Regions from separate parts of the Mus musculus genome. Here region 2 is linked to region 1. A link is a contact called in public Micro-C data. All regions are on one chromosome and are shown on one strand. Each heading gives the region's core, a stretch centred on a gene start, on an enhancer-like site or on the middle of the called end of the contact. The rest is flanking DNA. Distances are from core to core; before and after follow the strand shown.

Evidence for each region. Hi-C and Micro-C count contacts between places; a contact is called where the count stands out from the background.
Region 2: a contact with region 1 is called in a Micro-C map of the G1E-ER4 cell line, with 2.4 times the contacts expected there. The contact joins two enhancer-like sites. A contact is called at or near these places in 1 of 39 promoter capture datasets (cranial neural crest), 4 of 484 Hi-C or Micro-C datasets (the G1E-ER4 cell line, gonadal supporting cells and nephron progenitors) and 3 of 115 datasets of contacts at active chromatin or transcription factors (embryonic basal ganglia, embryonic midbrain and forebrain).

What each region holds. Positions count from the first base shown.
Region 1 is chr5:120,191,650-120,197,750 of GRCm38.p6, reverse strand. The region is part of intron 23 of Rbm19 (RNA binding motif protein 19); the gene reads right to left. Among named protein-coding and RNA genes, the nearest start is that of Gm31836, 41 kb to the left of the region's middle. Within about 2 kb of position 2,965, at least 53 of the 459 cell types and tissues checked have an H3K27ac peak or open chromatin away from gene starts, as enhancers often do. A contact at or near this core is called in the G1E-ER4 cell line, embryonic basal ganglia and forebrain, where this site is marked.
Region 2 is chr5:120,602,374-120,608,474 of GRCm38.p6, reverse strand. Iqcd (IQ motif containing D) reads right to left here. Exons shown (of 5, transcript NM_029408.2): 3 at 5,916-6,101; 4 at 3,275-3,346; 5 at 1,362-1,840. The coding sequence ends at 1,490. Among named protein-coding and RNA genes, the nearest start is that of Rita1, 7.2 kb to the left of the region's middle. Within about 2 kb of position 3,059, at least 91 of the 459 cell types and tissues checked have an H3K27ac peak or open chromatin away from gene starts, as enhancers often do. A contact at or near this core is called in the G1E-ER4 cell line, embryonic basal ganglia and forebrain, where this site is marked.

The DNA of each region.
Region 1 (6,101 bases), core at 1,716-4,215:
TCTGGGCAGTCCAGCCTCCCATGGATGCCGCTCACCTGCCTCCCACCCTTGCCACAGAGCAAAGGACCTACTTGAGGGAGCCAGCGGCCCACCTGAGGGTTGCCTCCTCCCTGCCCGCCAGAGGCCTAGTGAACCAAGGCAACAGCTGGGCTGAAGCAGAAGCCAGCTTCATTTCTATGCCGGCCGTGGACTCAATGTTAGGTGCACAGCTGCAGTGGCCAAGGAATCCAGAGGGGTCCGGGGACCTTAGCAAAGATGATAGCTTTGGAGGAAAGGGGCTATTTGATCTGGGCTTTGATGAGTGCAGAGGAGTTTTCTAAGAAGAAGGCACAAGTGCAGGGGGGGAGGGAAGGGGGGCATTTAGACACACAGCTGTTTCAAATGCCACTGATTTGAGTACCTACTGTATGCTAAAGCACTGGTGTCCTCAACAACCCCACAGACAAGAAACCTGGCAGGCTGGCTCTGGGTTGCTCTTCTCACCAGTTCTACTGCTGGTCTAACCATCCATTCACCAGTGAAGGCCTATTTCATAAAGAGGCTGCTCACCCGAATCCCTGCCTTCAGGACACTCTTAACTCCTTCTAGGAAGCCCTCTGAATGCAGACACCTGACCCTTTATCTCGAGTGACTACAAGGCAGTAGATAGCACAATGTGGGCAGAGTGCCCGGCTCAGGCATGGATGACCTTGGCTCTTTCCGGGGTGGGTCAGGAATCCCTCTCATCTCATGCCTCCCATATTTATAAGGATATGGACCCTGCCCTCGATGGCGGTCCGTGGCCCAGCTGCTCTCACCCCCTCTCCGTTAGCTTGGCCTTTCCTAGGTGCTTCCACACTTTAGCTGTGGCTGCCCCCTGAGACCCGAGCCCACAGGCAGCCCTCTGTAGCTGCATGCTGCTTTCTGAGTCACCCCCAGGCTGGCAGAGGTCACACCCTGGTCTGTTTTGCCCCAGTTCCCCACACTTCCTTGGCACAGCCTGAGCCTCCCCTCTCCCACCATGCACCAAGCTCTTCTGTTTGGGACCGTGTCCCTGGCTGGGGCTCCTATGAGACCCCTGGGTGGGAGAGGCATGAACAGAGCTGCAGCAGCGCTGCCTGGAGACAAGGGAGGTGGGGGCACTGGCTGAGAGCTGAGGTCTGGCGGCTCTGCCCATCATGGCTGACTGTGGAAAGGGGAGGAAGCAGCCCGACTCCCGACTCCCTGCGGTGTCCTCTCTTCACTCCGTGCCTCATGCCCGATGCACAATGGCCTCAGGAAATTGGATCGTGGGCAGGTAATAGGGCTGGAAATAGACAACAACAAAGCGGGGCCCCCCACCCCCGCTGGATTTATCTGGTGCCCCTCCCGCTGCTGCTTGGGTGGTGATCCAGGACAGACTGGCTGGGGAGAAGCTGCAGGGGGCAGGTGTCCCTCAGGTGTCCTTGCTGTTTCAGAGCAGACCCCTTCTGCCATTATGATGGTCCTTCCAGCACAGAGAGACCCTGTCAAGCCAACTCTAGAGCCCAACTCCCTCTCCTGCAGAACTTTGCCCTGTTCCTGGGGGAAGCCAAACTGTCATATTGTTGGCAACCAGTCCACAGGAGCCGGCCCCTTCCCTATCCTGTACCCATTCCTCTCACCTCAGGGCCTTTGCACTGCTGTGGCCTATCTAGAATGCTCTACTGGGCTGCTCAGGGGCCTCATGCCTGTGGTGAAGCATCCCTGGGTGCCCCACAGTACCCCTAAGACCTTTTGGCTTTGCTGCTGTTTGTCTCTTGCTGGAAGGCAGGGATGCCTATCATGCCTGCCCCTGTGCTCCAATGCCCAGAACTGTCTTAATACAAGCAGCCCTCAGTAAATGTCTACTGAGAGACTGATAGACTGACTGAAGAGGGCCAGGGTACAACCGGGCTCAAAGGGATCAGGCTATGGCAAAAGGAGCAGAGAGAAGAATGTATGAAGCCATGAATGGTTTCCATGAATACCTTGCTACACAAACTCGCGCACGCATGTGCGCGCGTGCACACACACACACACACACACACACACACACACACACACTTCTCTCTCATCACAGAGACCTGGGCAACACCTGCCTGGGACCCCAGCCAGGAGCCAACTGACTCTTGGCCAGGACCTCTGAACACTGCCCTGCTAACAGTCCTCAGGGAGGAAGCCTTGGGGACTGCTTCATGGTAGCCACTGCCTTCAGCCTGTGCTCACAGCACCAGCCTGTCTTTGCTCAGAGTAGGGTTCCTTAGCCCAAGTCTTCATGCACTTTCTGAACAGCTGCTTTCTGTAGTGCCCATCTGCCATCACCAGCCAAGTCACCCTGAGCATGTCACCCCTGCTCTCTGCCACCTCCTGGGGTGGCCGTAAGGATGGGGTGGGTGCACCTTACTGATGGGTCAGGTTCAAGTCTACAGCCAGGGATGGGGGTTGGGCCACTCACCCCCATTTCTCGTCTTCACTGCTGCCACCCAGCCCCCCACCCCCACTGGCCTGCCTCCACATGGAGTGCCGGCTCCGCCTGGCAGGAACAGCTGTGGAAACCCCGCTTCCCCATGTCGGAGGCCTCCGTGGGCCTTCACCAAACAAACACAAAGCAGAACCCAGGGAAGGTGTGAAATAAATAAACGGAACAAGCCGCGCATTTTCCTTCCACAGCGCAGCTGCTCCTGGAGATAAACAACAAGTGACTGTCACCAAACATCAATACCGAGAAATGAACTCAACAAAAAGCTCGGCCGGCCCCCAACAGCCCCCCAGTCCTGCCCCCTCCCCCCAACCTCCAAACACCCACTTCTGCATTTCTCCAGTTCCCACCTAATGGTTTTATTTTTCAATTAATTCCTTGACAGAATGCCAGCCCGCATCTTTTTTTCCCTTCCCTGGCTGGCAATGTCGCCTGCATGGAAGGCACGGGCGGGCAGGCGGGGGACTGTGGGAAGACAGGAGAAAGGCTTCATGGGAGGAGAGGGAGGCTGGGGAGGAGAGCAGGGCTGACAGGGAGAAAGGACGCTGGAAGGGCTCCGTGAAGAGGCAGGCGAGACAGAGGCGGCCCAGAAGGGGAAGCCAGCAGGCCTGCAGCAGACCCTGCCACTCTGGATGGAGGCTGCATGCAAGCCAGTTGCTTTCCCTGTTTGGGCTCAGTTCCCGAATGAAGACGAAGCGTCTAAGCACAAGTTGCATGTGCTGGCCATGCCTGGTACCCCAGGACCAGGGAGGCTGGCACAGGAAGATGGTCTGAGCCTGGTGGTGAGCAGCCAGCCTGGACAATGGCGAGATCCTGTTTAGAAATGCAGGAAGTGACAAGCCACAGGGCCTTCAGGACTTTGGCTAGCACAAGGGTGAACACTCAGTTGCCAGAAGGCACCGGCCAAGATAGACAAGAAGTGTTAAATGTACCATCAAGTGACTCTGACGGCCAGCACCCAGCAGAAGGGGCTGAGCTGCCGTGGCTGAGCTGGGACACAGGCAGGGTCAGGTCTCTAAGTGCCTGTGGGGAATCCCACAAGTTGGGTACATGAGCCCTGAGCTGTGGGGAAGCCCTGTGGGTACAGACTGGCTCTCTACATGGTGCTGAGCTCACTCTGGGGGCCTTTTCCTCACATCATAGCCAAGTGTCCCACTGACACTTGCCTTGCAGTGGAAAGTGACAGCTCTACCCTCAGTCTCGGCAACAGAAGCAGAAGCAGAGTGAGTCACAGGACAGTATTCACACAACAGTAAGCCCAACAGACCCACCTCAAAGGGCAGGGATGTGGATCTTATTCAAGTAAGGTAGGCAGTGAGTGGGGTTTGCTTCTCACAGACACATTCTCCACTGTGATTCTGCCCAGTGAGGAAGGGACCTAAATGGTGGGAGGTTGTAAAGTGGCCACAGGCTAACTTCTCTCCAAGATGTCCATCCTGGGCATCTTCCTGCCTGGAGGTCCAGATAACTGGATTGGCCCTGTGCATGTGGAACCCCAACCTCGATCACGGTGGGCTTAACCCAAGATAGGGAAGGGGCCCACACTGACCTGGGGTCTTCTGTCCTTGGCCTATGTGAGTGTGGGCTACCAGGGCTGGGAACCCTGTGCAGTCTTGGGAGAGTGGAGGCTCCCACAGGCTCCTGCAGCCCTGCTTAGCCTGGAGGCTCATTTTCATTATGATCTTTTCTTCCTCCTGGGTCCAAGCTGAGATGACACAGAGACACGTGGCTGTGGAGTAAGCAGGAGTCCCAGCATTGGGAGGGCCGTGTGCCGTGGACTGGGCAACAGGAAACACACATCTCATAAATGCACAGTGGCTCTACAGGCTTCTGTGTGGGGTGTGGGACCAGGGTGGCCGGATCTGATTTCCTATGAATGCCTTGAAACTGATTTCCAGGTCAGATCTTCCAGTGGCCAAACAGTGATGAATCCAATACTGTTTTGTGTTCAACATGTTGCAGGCAAGACACCGATGGCTCAGCTGGTGGCTGCTGGTCTGCGTGCTTCTTGTTGCCTATCACAGGCACTTGAGGCCGCCACTGAAGCTGTTCCCTGGCTTCCCCTGGTTGGGCCAGGCTGCATGTCAGGTATGCTGGCCAGCCTGTACCCTCTGGGTCTGTGGGCCCCGCCCAGGATGGTGGCCAGGCCCTGCCCCTCCCACACTGCCCTGCGGTACTTCTGTCAGTTTAATTCTGTGATCGATGAGAAGGAGCAGGCGAGATGGCCCGGCACAGCTGGCTTCCCCGTTAGCCCTAGCAGGGATTCGTGGGCTTGCCGGCGACGGCTGAGTGAAATGTTTGCAGAACGCACAGAACACAAGTCAATAACAATTTAGTGGGATTGGGAGCAGGTCCCTTCCTCGCACGGACAGTCGCTCCCAGGGGAGGGAGGCACAATGTACAGGGTATTGTCACATCTCTTAAGAGTGGGAGGCTCAGGTGTGTGTGTGGTTGTGGGGGGGCGGTTAGAGGGAAGCAGGGGGCGTGGCTGGGCCACACCTGCCCCAGCAGGCCCCAAGGACCTGCAGGCTCCCAGTATACTTTCACTGGGAGATGAGGTTGCTGTCTAGAGGCCCTGACACAGGACCCCGTCCACCTGCACCTTGGCTAGAAGCTGCCTGGGCCCACAGAGTTCCACTTTGTGAGCCTCAATTCCTGTTACCAGCTGTGGCAACCAGGGGAGGGAGTGATAAGTATCCTGACCTCTCGAGGCAGGAGCCATTGATGCAACCAGGAGTCAGGATCAAAGCCCTCTTGTATACCCCGTGTCCTCCTGGGACCTAGAGTGACAGTCTGGGGTATCCAGAGGAAGGACTGACACAACCAGGTCTTGGGAAGAGTGAGAGGTGCCCAGATGAAGGGCTGAAATGTAGAGCTTACACAAAACCCCCATCTCCAGGGAGTTGGAAGGAGGCAGGCCAGGGGATGTTTTGAATAATAAATTCTGTGACTTCACATACTTGCTTGAACTTTCTGCCTATGATTTTGAAAGCCTGATGATTATGTCTTCACGGCTCAGATCAAGGAGGCCCATTTGCAGGGGCTGATGGGGGATAACGGGCTCTTGTGGTCCCTGGTCTTTCAAAAGCGTGCCATCTTGTCGATGATGGAGGTGTGGGGTGGGGGTGTGTGGGAAACGCTGGCAGGCTTTAAATATCATCTGTATGCTGATAACTTCAAATTTATATCGCAGCTCAGCCTTCGCCCGGAGCTCTGAACTCATCCATCTATTTGCTAATATCCCTGGGGCATCCTGGGATATCTCAGACCCAGCTTGGTCAGACTCCCCACTCCGCACCTGTTTTTGGCTTCCAGGGCTTGCGCAGCAGCTGGGCCCCACCCTTGCTTCTCGCCTGCCTTCTCTATGCCACCCTGGCCAGCTCGACCCGCTCCCAACACAGCCAGTCTCCTGGCTGCTTTCCGCCCTGCAGCCTTTGGCTGTGGTCCTGGCCACCATCTTTGGATGACCCCAGTGTGATCCCTGGGCCTGGTTCCAGAGCTATCCCCACGGAGCAACAACAACAATGTAGACTCACGAGGTTAGTTGATGCTGGCCTTTGATTTAGTCTTCCAGGGCTTCCCAGGGCAACATGAGCAAAGTCAGGCTTCCTGTCACCGATGGCCAGACCCCTGCTGGCTTCTC
Region 2 (6,101 bases), core at 1,810-4,309, 410 kb before region 1:
GCCCCAGCCATGCCTGGACACAGACATGCTTTGTGCTTTAGCCATGTAGGGTATTGAAGCTTCTAGAACTTTCATGAAGAATTGGTTGGTTTCCCTCCTGTTTGTCTGTCCCATCCTTCCATGTTGAGAAGACACAGGCTAGAAACATTCTTCCGTCTACACTGAAGGAGAGCTGAAGCTCAGGGTGAGGCCACCAGCTTAGCTGACACCAGGCCTGGAGTCTGGCTGTGGACAGGAACCACAAAAAGTGGAGGGAGGAAGGGGGGAGACTGGAGAGAGGACCAGCAGCTCAGAGTGCTTACAGCTCTTCCAGAAGACCTGGGTTTGGTTCCCAGCACCCACGTCAGAAGGCCTGTAACTCCAATTCCAGGGGAGCCAACACCGTCTGACTTCTGCAGGCACCAGGCACACATGATACATGATTTTATATATATATATATATGGGCATACATGGGTATGTGCACACATACACACATTTTAAGATTAAAACAAAGTAGGAATGGAAGGGATGGCTCGTGGGTTACTGCTCTGTCAGAGGGCCTGAGTTCAGATCTCGGCGCCCTCTTTAAGTGGTTCACAAGGCTTTTAGCTCCAGCTCCAGTGAACTACACACCCAGCTGTGGCCTCTGTAGGCACATCCACATAAATAAACCTTTTTCCTGTTTTTTGTTTTTGTTTTTTTTTTTTTTTTGCAAGACAGGGTTTGCCCCCATGTAACTCTGGCCGTCCTAGAACTAGCTTGGTAGACCAGGCTAGCCTTAAACTCATAGAAATCTGCCTGCCTCTGCCTGACTGAAGGGATTAAAGCCATGGCTGGGCCACTAGGGTCCCCCTCCCTTGCCCCCTCCCACATACTTTGTTTTTCAGAGTGGAAAGGAGTCAGCTAGTTAAAGCTGCGCGTGCTTGTGATTTCAGCATTTAGGAATCAGAAGCAGGAGGATCACCTTAAGTTCAAGGCCACTCTGGGCTACATGGAAATAAAGCTGGCAGAGTGGTTGCTGCTGCATGGAGAGACACAGGGCCCAACTACTGGGATGTCAGGGGTGTTGACATCCTTGCAGAAAGGGCTGTTAAGTTTCTATGGGAGAATTTTCAATTCGTGAAATTCTAGCAACTGGTACTTTTTAAAACTCATGGAACAGTCTGAGCACACAACCCCTCCCCCACCCCCCACCCCCCTGCTGCCCTCCTGACAGTTCAGCTAAGACTAGGGCCTCATTTTTCAATGAAGGTGTGGTAGGATGGGGATCCGAAGTTTGCGCCCTCCTCAGGATGTTGCGCCCACGGCCTCAGCCTCAGCCTGGGACAGACAGGTCTGTTGAAGGGTGAGCCACTGAGTGTGGTTTGAAACGGGTTTTGTTGTTTGTCTTTTTTAATTTAGCCATCATTAAAGCCAGGGATGGAAGGGCTGGGACAGAACAGGGGCTTGGTTGGGACCCGGTAGGGCGTGGTGGAAGCTGAACAGGGGCGGGGCCAGACCAGGATGTGGTCACTTCTTCTTGCCTTTGCCCTTGGCCTTGGGTTTCTTCTCCTTGGCCTTTTCTTCCTTGGGCTTCTCCTTGCCCTTCCCCTTGTCTTTGCCCTTCCCCTTGCCCCGCTTCTTCTTCTTGGACCTGAGTATGGAGCGCACCAGGTAGCCCTTCCACACCGCCTGGATGAGCGTGGCGGCTCTCACCATGCGCACCATCTCGCGCTCTGCCTCCACCCGCTTCTTGGAATTGATCTCGCTCTCGGCCCGGATCTGAGAGAACTCCTCCACCAGCACCGCGTGCCTTTCCCTCAGCTCCTCCAGCTGCAGCTTCTCCTCCTTGTGGATGCTCTCCAGGTCCTCGTATTCGTCCTATGCGAGGGGCATGGCTGGAGGTGCGCAGCACCCGGCATGGCCTCCCCGTTCCCCATGCCCGGCTTCCAGCCCAGCCAGGTAGGATACAGAGCCTGTCTGTATATTTATACCTGGGTTCGCTCCAGGAAAGACCCGGCTGAGCAGATCTCAGAAAGGAGGGAGGACCAAGGGTGGTGAGTTGTGCAAACCTATGTGCTTTTGTTCTTGTGTAAATGCACATGTGAATAAATGCAGTGTGTGTGTGTGTGTGTGTGTGTGTGTGTGTGTGTGTGTGTGTGTGTGTGACTATAGGTGGAGGCTGGTGGTCAAGGTCACGTGTCCTCCTCGGGCTCTCCACCCTACTTCCTGAGGCCAGGCTCTCTCACTGAACCTGGAGCTTGCTGATGTGACTGAGCTAGCTGGACAGCAAACTCCCAGGATCAGCCTGCCTGTGCCCTCCCCAGCACTGTGACCACAGGTGCACATTGCCGCCTTCACTTCTCACATGGGATGCAGGGGATGCGAACTTGGGTCCTCAGGTTTGCATGGCAAGCATCCTACTGAGCTAGCATCCCATCTGTTAGCTTCTCTCCACCTTTAGGAGAGCTCTGGTTTTCCTCACTTGAAACACTGGGACAATTCCAAATACCAGGGCCAGTTTCTGGGATCAAGAGACCTTCGGGTTTCAGTATGAACTGGTCCTTCACAGACACTTGGTTTGGAGACCTGGTACCCACTAGGTGGCGCTGTTGAGTAGTGACTGAATCGGGAAAGCTCCAAGCTCATCTCTGGGTTACCCAGTGGATGCATTGATCGCTAAACAGACAGGAGGAGAGCCCTTCCGGGAGGAAGTAGTTCGTGGAAGGGTAGTGGGGTGGGCCCTTAAAAAATATCTTCTTCTTGGTCCGAGTCGTCTTCTTCCTCCTCCTCCTCCTCCTCCTCCTCCTTCTCCTCCTCCTCCTCTCCCCCCCTCCCCCCCCCCGCTCTCTCCCTCTCCCTCTCCCTTTCCTCTTATTCCCAGCTACTCTGTGCCCTCCTTCCTCCTCCTCTCTATCCCTCCCTCCCACCAGCATCTACAGATCTATCAGGGGGCACAGCTCATGAGCGATGCCAGTTTGAAACCTTCAGACGACAGTGAGAACCGTCTCGATTCCCTGCTTTATTCGGGAGCCTGGCACCTGGACCTTTTGGGTGCAGAGTGATGTGGGGGTGGGGGAGGAGGGCTCGCCTGTGAACCGGGAGCAGGCAGGAGCTGAGCCGGGCTGTGAGAGGACCATGGGAGGTGGCTATTAGGTGGAGCCACGTGCTTCAGGATGAATCTGGATTTCAGCAGTTTCAGCTTCTCTCTTTCAAAGGGTCTCCAGGGGAGGAGTCTCATACCTAGGCCACCTTGAGCAGCTCCTACCCGACCCTCCCTCCCCCAATCCCTCAGGAGGAACCCCCGGCACGTACCTGCTTCTCGCCCATCTCCATGTCATATTTCTGGATCCAGTTCTCGATTTCTGTCTCCACTTTGTATTTTTTCTTAAAACAAAAACGTCCAGGCAGGGCCCTTTAAGTTGGCTCAGTAGGTGGTAGAGGCACTTAGGACTTAAACTAATTCTCTGGCGCCACAAGGGGGCAGCAGGGAGCTGATAGCAGGGTTCTCCCAATCTCCATACAGGCATTGTGGTACCTGTATGTCCATAGGTACATACACACACACACACACACACACACACACACACACACACAAACACAACATGCACACACACACAATAATAATCTTTTTTAAAGGGTGAGCTCCCAGCTGGAGGTGAGGCTCAAAACCTTTGCCTAGCACGATCCCCAGTACTTACAAATTAATTCAAAAAACATTTGGGGCTGGAGAGAGGGCTCAGCAGTTAAGAGCTCGAGTTTCTCTTCCAGAGGACCCAGGTTCAAGTCCTAGCTCACGAACCTCGGTAACTCCAGTTCCAGAGGATCCAGCATCTTCTTCTGGGCCTCTGACGACACTGCACACATGCAGTGCACAGACATACATGTAGGCAATACAACCGTGTACATAAAATCAGAATTGAGGATGCTGGTGAGATGGCTCAGCAGTTAAGAGCACTGACTGCTCTTCTGGAGGTCCTGAGTTCAAATCCCAGAAACCATATGGTGGCTCACAACCATCCGTAATGAGATCTGATGCCCTCTTCTGGGGTGTCTGAAGACAGCTACAGTGTACTTACATATAATAATAAATAAATCTTTGGGCCAGAGGGAGCGGGGCCTGGAGCAGGAGCAAGTGGGGCTGGAGAAAGCAGAGATCCTGAGTTCAATTCCCAGCAACCACATGAAGGCTCACAACCATCTGTACACCTACAGTGTACTCATATACATAAAATAAATAAATAAATAAAATTTTTTTTTTTTTTTAGAAAGAATCGAAATTGAAAGAAGAAAACACATGGACCAGGTACAGTGCTTTGATCCCAGAACCCAGAGGCAGGTGGATCTCCAAGTTCAAGGCCAGCCTGGTCTACATAGCAAGTTCCAGGACAGTCAGGGCTACACAGCGAGACCCTGTCTCAGTAAATAAACCCCCCCCATACATAAAATGGGATGTGATGGGACCACAGAAATGAATGGAGCAAAGGCATGGCCTTCACCAGGGGTGGACTTGGGGATGGTGGCGAGGGAGAAGCCAGAGCAAAAAAGCAGACTCCGTTCACAGGACGTGCCATAATGGAGGATGAGCAGCTGCCAGAGCTGGGATGAGGGGGAGCGTCCTGCCTACGGGCAGTGAGAGTTTTAATTTTTTTTAAATTTTAAACTAAAAAATGTAATTCCATTTATTTATTTTGTGTGTGGGAGGTAAGTGGGCACTGTGTCACCAGGCATATATGGAGGTCAGAAGACAGCTGGCGGGAGTTGGGTCTCTCCTGCCACCACAGGGGTCCCAGGGATCAGAGTCAGTTTGTCCGGCTTGGCAGCAGTCTCCGTTAAAGACTGAGCCGTCTTGCTGTGCTCCCCCCTCCCCCCCACCTCCTTTCCCCCTCTAGACGCATTGCAGGAAACTGTCCACATGATACCAAGTGGGCTGCTTTTAAATGGATATTTGTATTTTATGTGGATTTTTACCTCAAATGAAAAGGAGCAGATAGTGGGTGTCGTGATGGGTGCATGTGATCACAGCCCTTGGCAAAGGAGTGGGGGGATGGGGTAGAGGACTGCTGTGAGTTGGAGACTTCTTTGGAGTGCATTGACTGTCTTTTCATTGGTGTGTGTGTGTGTGTGTGTGTGTGCATGCACAAAAACAATAGTGGAATGTGGGCAGGGGGAAGAGGACAACTTGCAGGAATGGGTTCTCTCCTATCCTATGGGTCCTGGGGATTGAACTCAGGGTATCAGGCTTGACTGCAAAGGGCCTTTCCCTCGCCGAGCCGTCCTCCCAGCTCTGCGTCGTCGTCTTTAACAAAACCAAAGGAGCCTCTAGATTCCCCAGAGCTGTTCTCAGTGTGGGCCCTGAAGGCAGGCTGGCTTCAGCACTCCCACCCCCCACACCCCCGTGACCCTCTGGGACTGTCCACCAATCTAGTGCAGACCTCGGCCTTTTGTCTGGAGACACACAACTTCCATGAGATTCTCAGAGAGTCAGGACACTGGAAAAGACTGGGGACTGGTCTGTAAGAAGGTGTCCTCGGAAAGAGACTTGAGAGGTGGTTGGAGCACGGTTGAGACAGGGAACAAACAAAGCAGCCATGCTTGGCACATGCTCACAGCACGCGCTGTGCCCACACTTCCAGCTATGCTTCCTCAGAGCTCATGAGAACCAGACACGGAAGGGTCCTGTTCAGTTTGCCTGAGGGTCACGAGCTACTTCAAGAAGGGGCCATCATCCTTTCGGGCTCAGGGGAGCCCAGGGACTTTGGGGAGGTCACTGAGCTTTAGTGCCCTAATTCTGGGATGGGGATTTGACCTCCTTGACCCAACTCTTGGTTTGGCTGCTTCCCCTTCCCACCTCCCAGGAGATCCCACCTATCTTGGGCTTTCGCACCCCTGGGCCAGCCCTGCTGCCCCCCACCCCCACCCCCACCCCCACTGTACCCCTGAGACCTCAGGGCACCTTCCTTAGTGCCTGCTCTGCCTCCCGGTTCTCCATGACCAGGTTGTGGTACTGTGCCCGAAGCGCCAGGATATCTTGCTGCGTCTTGGCCAGCCTGACCTGGGAGGCCCGGAAATCCACCTTCTGCTGCTTCTCGGCCTCCTGCTTCGTGCGGAGGAGGCTGTTCTCCGAAAACTTGAACACCTG